2 separate regions of the Oryctolagus cuniculus genome follow, and region 1 is linked to region 2. Evidence: chromatin contacts called from public Micro-C data. All regions are on one chromosome and are shown on one strand. The core of a region is the stretch at or near the end of the contact, and the rest is flanking DNA. Distances in the headings are between cores, read along the strand shown. Region 1 holds the start of ZC3H13 (zinc finger CCCH-type containing 13). Region 2 holds the start of COG3 (component of oligomeric golgi complex 3).

Region 1 (6,888 bases), core at 3,602-6,101, 560 kb before region 2:
TCAGGCATGCTGGCTTTCGTGACAGAGACTATGTGACCCACAAAACCTCAAGTATTGTCTCTCTGGTTCTTTACAGAAAAAGCTCGCCAACTCTGGGGATAAACAATTACACAGTAAAATATAGCATAATCCCATTGATAAGTGCTTTGAAGAAAATAAAATAGGATTATAGGCTTGAGAATGAGGATAGGTGAAAGACACTACTTAGCTTAAGTGGCCTGGGAATGTCTTGGTCTGTAGGTAACACTTCTAGGAGACCACACTGGCAAGTGGCTAACAAGTGTGGAGGAAACCAGAGAGAGGGAGTAGCATTTCAAATGTGGAGTGGGCAGAGTGCAAAGTCCAAGAGTTTTCTTTAACAGGTAGGATCTATAAGGGTATAAAAACTCACATTCATATTATTTCCAATAAACTGCTTAAGCACCACATGCTCAGAACAAAGTCCAGAATTTCCTTCCTCCTGGTTCCAACCCTGCCCCACCCCCAAATGTCAGCCAATTGGTCCACACAGTGTTTGTCTCTAGTGTCCTTGATCCACTCTGCCTTTCCTGACCAAGGACCTTGCTTTGTTACAGAAGAACCTCATACTCATCTTCACTGACAAGAGGGTTCTTGGCCTCCATCCTCTTCTCTCTGGTCATTTGCCAGAACATTAACTGCAGTGCCTCAGGGCTGGAGGAGTTGATGAAGCAACCTTCTGCTATCATGAAATCAGCCCATCTTCACACATTCATTCCTCCAGCATGCATGTAGAAGTATAGGGAAATGGCTGGAAGAATAAATACCGGATGTTGAGCATGGTTTTCACAAACATTTGATGAATGAATCAATGAATGAGTGCCATACCTAATCCGCTGTTGATGGGATATTTTCCAATATTAATCACAAGCAATGCTTCAGTAAATAACCTTGTAAATCCATATATAGGTACAGTGAAGCAAAAATTGTCATTCTTTGCATATTACACAGTTGTCCACCTAGAAAAATGTAGAAAAGCAACCAAAAATATTAGTAACAATCAAAGAGGTGACTAAGGTAGCTCATTATAAAATACAGATAATTCTGTAACATTATATATAAAAATAGTAAGGTAGAAAATAAAGTAGATAGCATTGCCTGCATTAAATACATGTATACCTACAAGCACGTACACACATATGGATTAATTTTAAATTAATATGTGTGTATATATGTGCACACACAAAATAAACTTATAGCAGCTACATGAAAACTCTAGAAAATTTTAGTGGTGTATATAAAAGACAAAAGTAGAAACTGACCATGGCTTTGAGTGGGGAAACAATATACATTTTTTTCTAAAGTAATGTATGTATTCAATGCAATCCTGATGGATACTCAAATAATTCTGAAGTTAATTTGAAAGAATAAATTTGGGGCTGCCTACACTGTGCAGCAGGTTAAACCACCACCTGCGATGCTGGCAGCCTATACAGGCACCAGAGTTCATGTCCTGGCTGTTCCACTTCCGATCAGCTCCATGATAATGTATCTGGGAAAAGCAACAGAAGATGGCCCAAGTATTTGAGTCCCTGCCACCCATCTGGGAGACCAGGATGGAGTTTTAGGCACCTCTGGCTTCAGACTGGCCCAGCTGTAGCCTTTGCAGACATCTGGGGAGTGAATCAGTGATGGAAGCACTCTCTGTAATTCTTTCAAAGAAAAAAAGAAATCTTTAAAAGAGAAAGAATTTGTTAGATGAGTTTTTAAAGTTCTGAAAGGACTACTAAGAATATGTCTCCAATCAGATGTTGGCATGCATTATAAACCTGTAGTAATCAAGATAGTGTAACACTGAACTTGGAAGAGACAGATGAATAAAAATAATGAGTACATAAAGACACTGCGATAGATAAGGAGATCTGCTTATATCATAAAAAAGGCATTTTAGCCGGCGCCGTGGCTCACTAGGCTAGTCCTCTGCCTGCGGTGCTGGCACACCGGGTTCTAGTCCCGGTCGGGGCGTCGGATTCTGTCCCGGTTGCCCCTCTTTAGGCCAGCTCTCTGTTGTGGCCAGAGAGTGCAGTGGAGGATGGCCCAAGTGCTTGGGCCCTGCACCCCATGGGAGACCAGGAGAAGCACCTGGCTCCTGCCATTGGATCAGCGCAGTGCACCGGCTGCAGCATGATGGCCACGGCGGCCATTGGAGGGTGAACCAACGGCAAAAGGAAGACCTTTCTTTCTCTCTCTCACTGTCCACTCTGCCTGTCAAAAAAATAAATTAAATAAATAAATAAATAAATAAAAGGCATTTTAAACCAGTTAAGAATGTTGGAGGGGCTGGCGTTCTGGCGTAGTGGGTAAAGCTGCTGCCTGCAGTGCTGGCATCCCATATGGGCACCAGTTCAAGTCCCAGCTGCTCCACTTCCAATCCAGCTCTCTGCTATGGCCTGGGAAAGCAGTAGAAGATGGCCCAAGTCCTTGAGCCCCTGCATCCACGTGAGAGATCCAGAAGAAGCTCCTGTCCTGGCTTTGGATCCGCCCAGCTCTGGCCGTTGAGACCGAGTGAACCAGTGAATGGAAGCCCTCTCTCTCTCTCTCTCTCTCTCTGTGCCTCTGTCTCTCTGTAACCCTGCCTTTCAAATAACTAAATAAATCTTAAAAAAAAAAACACACACAAAGAACGTTGGATAATTGAACAGTCAGAAATTAATTGAAACACCTGATAAGATATTTAGAAAAAAACTTCATCATATTAATCTTTCACAAAAATTCCAGATAGATTTTTTTTTAATTTTTTTTATTTTATTTTTTTGACAGGCAGAGTGGACAGTGAGAGAGAGAGAGAGAGAGAAAGGTCTTCCTTTTCTGTTGGTTCACTCTCCAATGGCTGCCGCAGCCGGCACACTGCAGCCAGTGCACTGCGCTGATCCGAAGGCTGGAGCCAGGTGCTTCTCCTGGTCTCCCACGCGGGTGCAGGGCCCAAGCACTTGGGCCATCCTCCACTGCACTCCCGGGCCACAGCAGAGAACTGGCCTGGAAGAGGGGCAACCAGGACAGAATCCGGTTGTGCCAGTGCCGCAAGGCGGAGGATTAGCCTATTGAGCCATGGCGCCGGCCCTCCAGATAGATCTATTATTTTAATATAAACACCCTCCCATAAACTAAGTTGAAAGCCAAAAACCAAATGAGACAAAAAATTTTCCACATATTATACAGGGCTAGTAACACCAACATTGATTTGGTAAGCAATCTTTAAAATAAACCACAGAAAAATGAGCAAGGATAATTGACAGAAAAATAAAGATGGATAATACTCAAAAAACAGTTCAACTCTGTGATAATGAAAGAAAGATAAGATAACGATATTATTTTTCACCCATAAAATTGCTGGAAAGGATAATTTCTGTGGATTGTGCTGGAAGGGGAAGGAGGCATACTCAGACCCTGCGAGTGGTAGCATAAATCGGCTCACTGCTTTTGAAACGTATCTGGGAACAAGTATGGTAAAGCCTAAAAGTGCTTACCCTTAATCTAGAAAGCCTACTGGAAAAGAATATTCTAAAGAAACAAAGCAGTTATGTGTCAACAAGGGTAGGTTGTAGTAAAATTGTTTATATTAGTAAAAAATTGCCTAAAATCTAATTATTTAAATTGATTATATCTAGCTTTATAATGCAATGCTACGAGATCATTAAAAATAAGGAAGCAGGGCCGGTGCCGCGGCTCAATAGGCTAATCCTCCGCCTGCAGTGCCTGTACACCGGTTTCTAGTCCTGGTCGGGGTGCCAGATTCTGTCCCGGTTGCCCCTCTTCCAGGCCCGCTCTCTGCTGTGGCCCGGGAGTGCAGTGAAAGATGGCCCAAGTACTTGGGCCCTGCACCCCATGGGAGACCAGGAGAAGCACCTGGCTCCTGGCTTAGGATCAGCACGGTGCGCTGGCTGCAGTGCGCTGACCGCAGAGGCCATTGGGGGGGTGAACCAACAGAAAAGGAAGACTTTTCTCTCTGTCTCTCTCTCTCACTGTCCACTCTGCCTGTAAAATAAATAAATAAATAAATAAATAAAAAATAAAAATAAGGAAGCAAATCTGAACTTATCAATTTAAAAATGTTACAATGATTGTACTTACAAACTGTATACATAGTGTGATCTTATATATTTAGTAAAAAAAAGAAAAAGAAAAAATCAGGGAGTCTGTACTGGGAGGAAAGCCGCACTAAAACATTACTGGTAAATATCATTGCTTGGTAGGATTACGACTAATTTTTGTTTTCTTCTTTCTCGTCTTTTTCTTTAGCCTTCATTTTGCTACAAGAAATTTATGTGACTTAATAATTTTAAAAAATATTTTTCATTAAAAAAAATCCTATTGCAAAACACCTATATCCCAAAAGACAATTTCCTTTTTCTTTCAGACCTAGCTCCTGGAGGTTCAGACGACTGGATCTACGACTTAGGCATCAAATACTCATTTACAATTGAGCTTCGAGACACTGGCAGATACGGATTCCTGCTGCCGGAGCGTTACATCAAGCCCACGTGCACAGAGGCCCTGGCCGCCGTCCTGAAAATAGCTCGGCACGTCATCAGGAACCTTGGAGGCCTCTGACGTGGTGGCTAGGCTTCCGTATTTTAATCCCCTGATCCCAGCAAGGCCAAACCATTGTCCAGTGTCTTTCTAAGCTATCAGTTTTGTGAAAATGTTTTCCCGGTCTGTGGTTTTGTCAAAGAACAAAATAAACGCTAATTTGAAATGAAGGCAGACAAAGGCCCAGGGGTATTTTTATCTTTTTGAAAAAATCTGGATATGGCTAGGTGCTGATTTTTTCCTTCAACTCCCACGCCTGACTAGCCATCTCAAGTAATTCTACTAACTAGCTTCCTGCAGATGACTGGATTCCAAGCATCAAAAGGAAATGAGGTCAGGAATACACGAACGATTTCTGTTCCTGGTTTCACTACATTTCTGCCTGCGCCTTTAAAAACACAACTCTGCATCCCTTGGGCTCCACAGTAACATGCGATGGCCCAGCAGGGGAGCGGTGCCATGAACAGAAAAATATCGCCTCTGGCTCCATCTCAGCGCCGCATAACCGAGTCGAACTTCCGGACATTCCACGTCTGTAGTTACTTTCGAGAGCAAATGTAGCACTTTGAGCACTTAAACAGGTGTTGCCTGTGAGAACTTATGCAACAGAAACAGCAAACACCTCTTAAATTCACCTGTCGGTGGGAAGGTCCCTAGTCCGGGATCTCCAGCGCCCAAGACGACTCCACAGCAGCCCACTGACGTCACGTCGAGGGGCGTGCCCAACGAGGGGGCGGTGCCTGAGCGCTGACGACTAATCTGGCGGCCGGAAGCGGCCTCGCTCTAAAGGAACAGGGCAAAACCCTGACTTCCGGCGGCATTTTGAGGCGGTCCTCCTAGCGGCCTGGTAGTGTTTTTGTTGCCTTTTCTTGCTCGCCAATGTCTTCATTCTTTTTCTTCCTGCTTTCCTGTGTCGCTTGATCTTGGCAAGGCGGCGGGCGGCTTTTGCTTTTCAGCCGCCCCGGGAGCCCCTCGCTAGGCGAGGGCCGGTTCCCGGGAGCCGCGCGTGCACCTCTTTCTCTTCATCGTAGTCCTCCCGGGGCCAGGCGCGGGGACAGAGTCGCCTTCCCCGCTCCCCGGAACGGAGGCGGCGGTGGCGCCCCCGGATTGCGCTTGTGAGGGGAGCTTGAGCAGCAGGTAGGCTCTTTGGGAATTGGTGTATCTGGGGAAAGTCCGTGAGCACACCAAGAATTGGGGGGCAGGCGGGGAGCGAGTTGGCCTTTTTCCCAGCTAGGGTCATGGGGGGATGTTGAGCACCCCACCTTTAACACTGCAACAGCTCCCTGTGCTGAGATTTCGTTTCTTGCTGTAGTTAGGATTCTGGCGATGGTCCAAGGAGGACAGTGCGACTGAGACAAAAGGCTGTGTCCCTCACTGCCATGTAATGTAGGCATGGAACTTTGCACCGTGTTTGGTTTCTGTGCAACGGAAGGGTGCAGCAGGATTAGATTCTTCCTCTTTGCGCATTCGAGACCTGTTAGAGAAAAAGGGGCCCGGCGTTCAAATGTGTTTTGTCTTGCGTGTCTCCCAGCAGCGTTAAAGACAGGTGCGGGGAGTTGAGGCGTGCTACTTTATGCTCAGGTTTCCCGGGTAGTTACTTTTTGGCAACTGTGTCTGGAACGGGGAAGGTGGAATCAAAGGAGAGTGACGTTTGGCATCATCTCTTCCTAATAGGGTAGCATAATTTATGCGGCTGAAAAGTTATTTGGAGCAGATAACGAAGGCTACGAGGCTTTCAGATGGCTTGACCTACTTTGAAAATTACGGGTCTGGGCAATCTCTTAAAGAACTACCTTAGAAAAGATCCTTACACCTCAAGTTTTCAAGTCCGTGATACTGTTGCAGCACATGTGTGTGTATATCGATAAATGGTTGTGCAGTATAGCCTGTATATATAGATGTAGATATACATGCAGATAAATCTGTATATATAGGGATGCTAGCTTTAATAGTTTCGCGACGTATTTGGGAGTTTCGTGGGCACAATCTTTAGATTTTTAAATAGACTCCAATTTCTTAGTGAAATATTCAGATTGTGGTAGATAACAGTTTCAACAACAGACTAAGAAAATTGTTGCCGGTATGTAGCGGTTTGTATCTATGAAAATAGGTCACGCCTTCGGGCGGCGCTTGCGGGCCTTTGGGGACTGAACCAGCGAATGAGAGCTCTGCCTCTCAAAAATAAATGTTGCATTGTGAAACTAAGACTGTGTGTGTATGTGATAGGATCCAGTTTTATCAAATACAACAGGAAATTGGTAGAAAAATTAAAGGAAGTTTATTTTGGTGCAAAATCTTATTGCAATTCATGTTTTTCATGATAGGCATTGTTCATGAATT
Region 2 (5,875 bases), core at 808-3,307:
GGAAGAAACTCTTGACTCCTGGTTTCCATCTGACCCAGCTGGCTGTTGCCATCAACTGGGGAGTGAACCAGCGGATGGAAGATTCTCTTTCTCCCTCTCTCTCTCTTTCAAAATTAATAAACCTTTAAAAAAGAATAATACTATTAAAATGTCCAAAACACAACAATTTAGATATTCAAAGCAACCTCTATCAGGACATCAGTGACAGAGACAGGCATTCGACCTAGCATTAAGACACAGGTTAAGACACACTCATCCCTCATCAGTGTACACGGATTCCATTCCTGGCTCTAGCTCCTGAGTCCATCTTCCTGCTAATGCAGACCTGGGGAGACAGCAGTGAAGGCTCAAGTAACTGGGTCCCTGCCACCTACGTGGGAGAGCTGGACTGAGTTTCCTGTTCCTGGCTTTAGCCCCAGCGACCACAGGCATCTGGGAGTGACCCAGCAGATGGGAGCACCTCTTTGTCCCTCTGCCTCCCAAATGAAAAAAAAAAAAAAATGCAATAGTTAAAAATAATTTTTAAAGAGTATTTTCTTGTAGAATATCACACACTCATGCACATACGCGCGCACACACACACACACACACACACGTGTGTGTGCTCTGGAGTCCAAGCACCCTGCTTCAGGAAAAGCCATATCAATTTTAAAGAGATTGGGAAATTTACAGAGCAAACAACTTTTATTATCCACATTATAATACTTGGATAGCCAAACCAAAGAAATGTCCTCCCACTTCCTCAAACCCACTTCCGGCACAACATCCTCCAGTTAGAGAAGCCAAGGAACGAACGCCTACTTTATGGCAGGGTGTGCAAGACTGAATGTGCAGAAAACTTCCAAAGCAAACCTCTGAGGTCTCAAGGCAGAAAAAGCTAAAGGCCAAGTCAACCTTCATTTGGACATAATTTCTAAAGCAAGTAAAAAGAATGCTTCCAACACCAAAAATAACCATCACTGGCTTTTAATACTCTTAAACCTGGTCCTCAAAACAAGAAAAAGTTTGTCACATCCGACAATTCATAGGACGTCCCTGTTGTCCATAAAACTAATTAAACTGAAATTCACAGACGCAGTACTATGCCTCTCTCAACGGTAACTGGATTAAACTAGCATACCTTAACAATGTACTGGTCCAGTTTGCAAAGAAATTCACTTTTATTGCTATGCACGGGTCAAATAAATCGGATCTCCCGTAACCTGCACTTGATCGACAGCCCAGCGTTCAATGTCTGATGAATGAAAGACGCTCAGGATCAAGTTTCGTTCTCCCCAAGTCCCCCTTGCCAAAGGTAAAAGGCGGCGAGGTTATTCATTAAGGTGGTCAACGAGCACCACCTGGAGCCTCTCCTGCAGCCAAAGCCCTCAGGGTCGGCGCCCCTCCAGAAAGGCGGTGGGCAGCAGGGTCACGCCTGGGGCAAGACGCCCCGGGCAAAGCTCCCAGCCAACCGTCCCACGCCACAGGGAGAGACTGGGGTGCCGGCGGGCATCGGCCACTGGATGCTCCCGCAACCTTCCCTGGGTGGGTGGCAGCTCGGTCGGGGTCGCGGCAACGCGAGGCCTGACAGCCCCGGGAGGGGAAGGGCCCCTCCCACTGGATCCAGCCACCGTGTCCAGGGAGGAGTGCACAGAGAGCCCGGGCAGAGGCTGGCGAGGCCAGAGTCCCGCCAGGACGGCTGAGAAGCATCCCCGTGCCTTCGCCCAGCCCGGTTCCCGCCCCCTCGCCTCACCTCGTCCGGCACCGGCAGGTTCTCCGCCGCCGCCTTCAGCTCCAGCACCGAGTCGGTCTGCCTGTCGGTCAGCGGCGCCGTCGAGTCTGGTCTCCGATCCCAGAGAGCCAGCTTCTCCCGGGCGTCCCGGTCCGCCGCCGTCTCTGGCAGCAGCAGCAGCGCCGCCTCCGCCATCGCCTCCGCCCCCGCGGCCCTCAGCAGCAGCGGGACAGAGGGGACCCCGACAGAGAGGTCCCGGCCACTTCCGGGAGAACCCGGGTTTCCAGCGCAGCACCGGCTGCGGGGCGGGGCGAGCCGGAGTGACTTTGCCCCGGAAACGCTTCCCAGTATGTGGGCGGGGCCGAAACCAGGATAGACGTGGCTTTAAACTGGGTACAAGTATTTCCGGTTGGGTTGTAGCAGTGGCTGAGACAGGCAGGGCCCTGACGGAAATAGGAATGCCCCTACCGGAAGTTTCTTCTTCAACATCAATAACTTTATTGTTCCGTGCTAGTGAGACACTGTCGCCAAGTCACCCTGCCGACAGGGGCCCCCTTGAGCTCGGGATCCTACCGTGTGTCTGCCCACAGCTGGGTAGTTTGAGTGGAGAGCGTGGCGTGTGTGTGATTTCCATGTTGACATGATGACAGTTTCTGCCGCTTAGATCAAAACCAAAAGGGTACTTTTCCAACATCCCATAATTCCTGTTAGGAAACTAATTTATGGAAAAACATTTAAAAATGCAAAGATGCATGTATATCAAACACCATTAATAGTGTCCAATAATGGGAAACATCTAAGTGTTCAGCATTAGAGATTTGGTTTGGGAATTCGTGATACAGACATGTAATTGGAATATTACTCTGCCATTTAAGCCATTTTGCAAGTTTGCACAACGTTGTAATGATAGTATTGGATCATAATCTATAGATGAACACCCTGAGTGCGTTCTGATATAAATAAATGATTTAAATAAGTAGAGGAGAAGAAACAACCTTGTACTTTACATAATTACAATCAATAAACATACAAAGAATGAGGAAAATAGAAGGTCATTAGGACACCACGGTAATAATTGTAGCGTAAGGATGGATGCCAAAATAGGTGAAAGTTCAAGGAGAAACAGGAATGTGTACCTTCCCAAATAATTGTTGTAGAACCAGAGCAACGAGTGTGTTGGCCGAGACATTGTGTTTGCTTTTTGTGTGGCCAGGCAAAGGAGGTAAGGGCTCTCCCCTCCAAATTACCTCCCTTCTAGCTCAGGGAAGGGGCTCCTATAAACACACAAGCTGGAGAAATTGGGGGTGGAGGGAGAGGGGTTGAGTTTTAGGGAATGTCTTTGGTACTTCTTCTCTCTGAGCTGTGTATGTGCAAAATCTGGCATGATCACCCTAGGACGCACACCTTGATAACATATCATTCCATCCATAAGCTTCATGACATTTATTCTGCCCTGATCATTAATTGCTTCTTTTTTTTTTTTTTTATTTTTTTTGACAGGCAGAGTGGACAGTGAGAGAGAGAGAGAGACAGAGAGAAAGGTCTTCCTTTGCCGTTGGTTCACCCTCCAATGGCCGCCGCGGCCGGCGCGCTGCGGCCGGCGCACCGCGCTGATCCGATGGCAGGAGCCAGGAGCCAGGTGCTTTTCCTGGTCTCCCATGGGGTGCAGGGCCCAAGCACCTGGGCCATCCTCCACTGCACTCCCTGGCCACAGCAGAGGGCTGGCCTGGAAGAGGGGCAACCGGGACAGAATCCGGCGCCCCGACCAGGACTATAACCCGGTGTGCCGGCGCCGCAAGGCGGAGGATTAGCCTAGTGAGCCGCGGCACCGGCCAATTGCTTCTTTTTTTAAGACTTATTTTATTATATTCATTTGAAAGGCAGAGGAGGAAAGAGAGACTGAGATTTTCCATCCACTGGTTCACTCCACAAATGGCCACAACGGCCAGGGCTGGACCAGTTTGAAGCCAGGAGCTCCTTCCAGGTCTCCCATGTGAGTAACAGGGACCCAAGCACTTGGGCCACCCTCCCTGCTTTCCCAGGTGCATTAGCAGGGAGCTGGATCAGAAGTGGAGCAGCCCATATGGAATGTTGGCACTAAAGAAGGCAGCTGAATCTGCTGTGCCAAAGCACTGGCCCCCAAGTGCTTCTTTAAAGAATAAGAATTTTTTTCAGGGTGGGGGCAGGCAAAACACTTAGAAATTGATCATAAGAGGGCTGCAGAATTTGACAGGGGAAGAAAATGGAGGGAGGAAAGCGGGGTGGTCCTGAAGGAGAAACAGCTTGCAGATGGCTAACAGGGCTGAGGGATTTGTTTGCCTGTTACTACCTGGGAAGGGAAATTGGAGCTCAATGGAGGAGCAGAGTTTTCTTTTTTTTAACTTAAGGGGCTCCATTACACAATCCCCCCGAGATATTAATTGATAATAAGGGGGAAGAGTAACTTTACAGCAGAGAAGCCTGGCAGACATCACCTTAACCAAGTGATTGAGGTTAACATCATCAACAGGGCCCTCCTGCCATGCTGGGTGGAGGACTAGGCACAGGTTCTGCAGTGTTGCTGCCAAAAATGCAAAACCTTGGGGCTGGCGCTGTGGCATAGCACTTTTTTTTTTTTAAGATTTATTTATTTATTTGAAAGGCAGCAGAGTTACAGAGAGGTAGAGGCAGAGAGAGAGAGAGAGAGAGAGAGAGGTCTTCCACCCGCTGGTTCACAATGGCCGGAGCTGCGCTGATCTGAATCCAGGAGCCAGGAGCTTCTTCTGGGTCTCCCACGTGGGTGCAGGGGCCCAAAGACTTGGGCCATCTACTGCTTTCCCAGGCCATAGCAGAGAGCGGGACTGAAAGTGAAGCAGGGGGCTGGCACCATGGTGCAGTAGGTTAATCCTCCACCTGCAGTGCCGGCATCCCATATGGGCTTCGGTTCTAGTCCCAGCTGCTCCACTTCCGATCCAGCTCTCTGCTTTGGCCTGGGAAAGCAGTAGAAGATGGCCCAAGTCCTTGGGCCCCTGCACCCACATGGGAGACCCAGAGGAGGCTCCTGGCCTCCAGCACAGCTCCGGCTCTTGCGGCCATTTGGGGAGTGAACCAACGGAAGGAAGACCTTTCTCTCTGTCTCTTCCTCTCACTGTCTGTAACTCTAACTCTCAAATAAAATAAATAAAATCTTAAAAAAAAAAAAAAAAAAAAAAAGAATGTGAAGTGGCCAGGACTCAAACCAGCACTCATATGGGATGCTGGCAGCTTTACCCACTGTATACGCCACAGTGCTGGCCCTGCTCGACTTTTGATCCAGCTTCTGGCTGATGTGCCTTGGAAAGCAGAAGATGGCACAAGTCCTTGGGCCCCTGCACCCATGTGGGAGACCCAGAAGAAGCTCCTGGCTCCTGGCTTCGGAATGGCGCAGTTCTGGCTGTTGTGGCCATCTGGGGAGTGAACCAGCAGATGGAAGACCTCTCTCTTTCTTTGTCTGCCTCTCTCTCTCTCTCTTTCTCTCTCTCTCTCTCTCTCTCTCTCTCTCTCTCTCTCTGCCTCTCTCTCTCTCTGCCTCTCTCTGTAACTCTGCCTTTCAAATAAATGAATAAATGTTTTTTAAACAATGCAAAACCCATTCAAATCATAGGAAAATCAAGTCACATGTAGAAAAAGCCTGCAAACAAACTGGCCAATGTTCTCAAAAGTGTTAAGGCCCTGACAACAAGGAGAGACTGAGGAATTGCTCCATGTTGGAGGGAACAAGAGAGACTTGACATCCCAGAGTGATGTAGGCTCCTAGGTTGGAGCCTGGGAAAGAAAAAGGACATCTGTGGTTTTGATAATAATACTGGACCAATGTTAACTTTCTGGTTTTCATTATTGTGCGTGGTGAGGTTCAGACATACCTGAACTCCCTATACTGCCTTTGTAACTTTTCAGAAACTTAAAATTATCTAATAATAGTTTAAACATTTATGTTGCAGGAAATTTTATCCACTTGGAGAAAATGGTTGTGATATAATTAGGAAAAATGAAACAGTCTGTGACCCTACTAACCAAAGGAAACATTTCAAAAACACTGATGCATGGTTGCAATTACTGATCATTGTTTTATTCTTTCTCTTTTATTTTGCAATGAGCTTTGCATTTAATAATAAGTTGGGTTTAAAATGACTCAATCTGGCTTCA

Evidence for each region. A called contact is a pair of places that touch in the nucleus more often than the background predicts.
Region 1: a contact with region 2 is called in a Micro-C map of ear pinna, with 8 times the contacts expected there. The contact joins the promoter of ZC3H13 here to the promoter of COG3 in region 2. A contact is called at or near these places in 2 of 6 Hi-C or Micro-C datasets (ear pinna and psoas muscle).

What each region holds. Positions count from the first base shown.
Region 1 is chr9:65,116,713-65,123,600 of mOryCun1.1, reverse strand. ZC3H13 (zinc finger CCCH-type containing 13) reads left to right here and starts at 4,851. Exons shown (of 19, transcript XM_070048789.1): 1 at 4,851-5,395. CPB2 (carboxypeptidase B2) reads left to right here. Exons shown (of 11, transcript XM_008259991.4): 11 at 4,376-4,718. The coding sequence ends at 4,569. LOC103349055 (a long non-coding RNA gene) reads right to left here and starts at 5,272. Exons shown (of 3, transcript XR_007920977.2): 1 at 5,184-5,272; 2 at 847-977; 3 at 1-769.
Region 2 is chr9:64,558,432-64,564,306 of mOryCun1.1, reverse strand. COG3 (component of oligomeric golgi complex 3) reads right to left here and starts at 2,057. Exons shown (of 23, transcript XM_002712958.5): 1 at 1,733-2,057. The coding sequence starts at 1,906.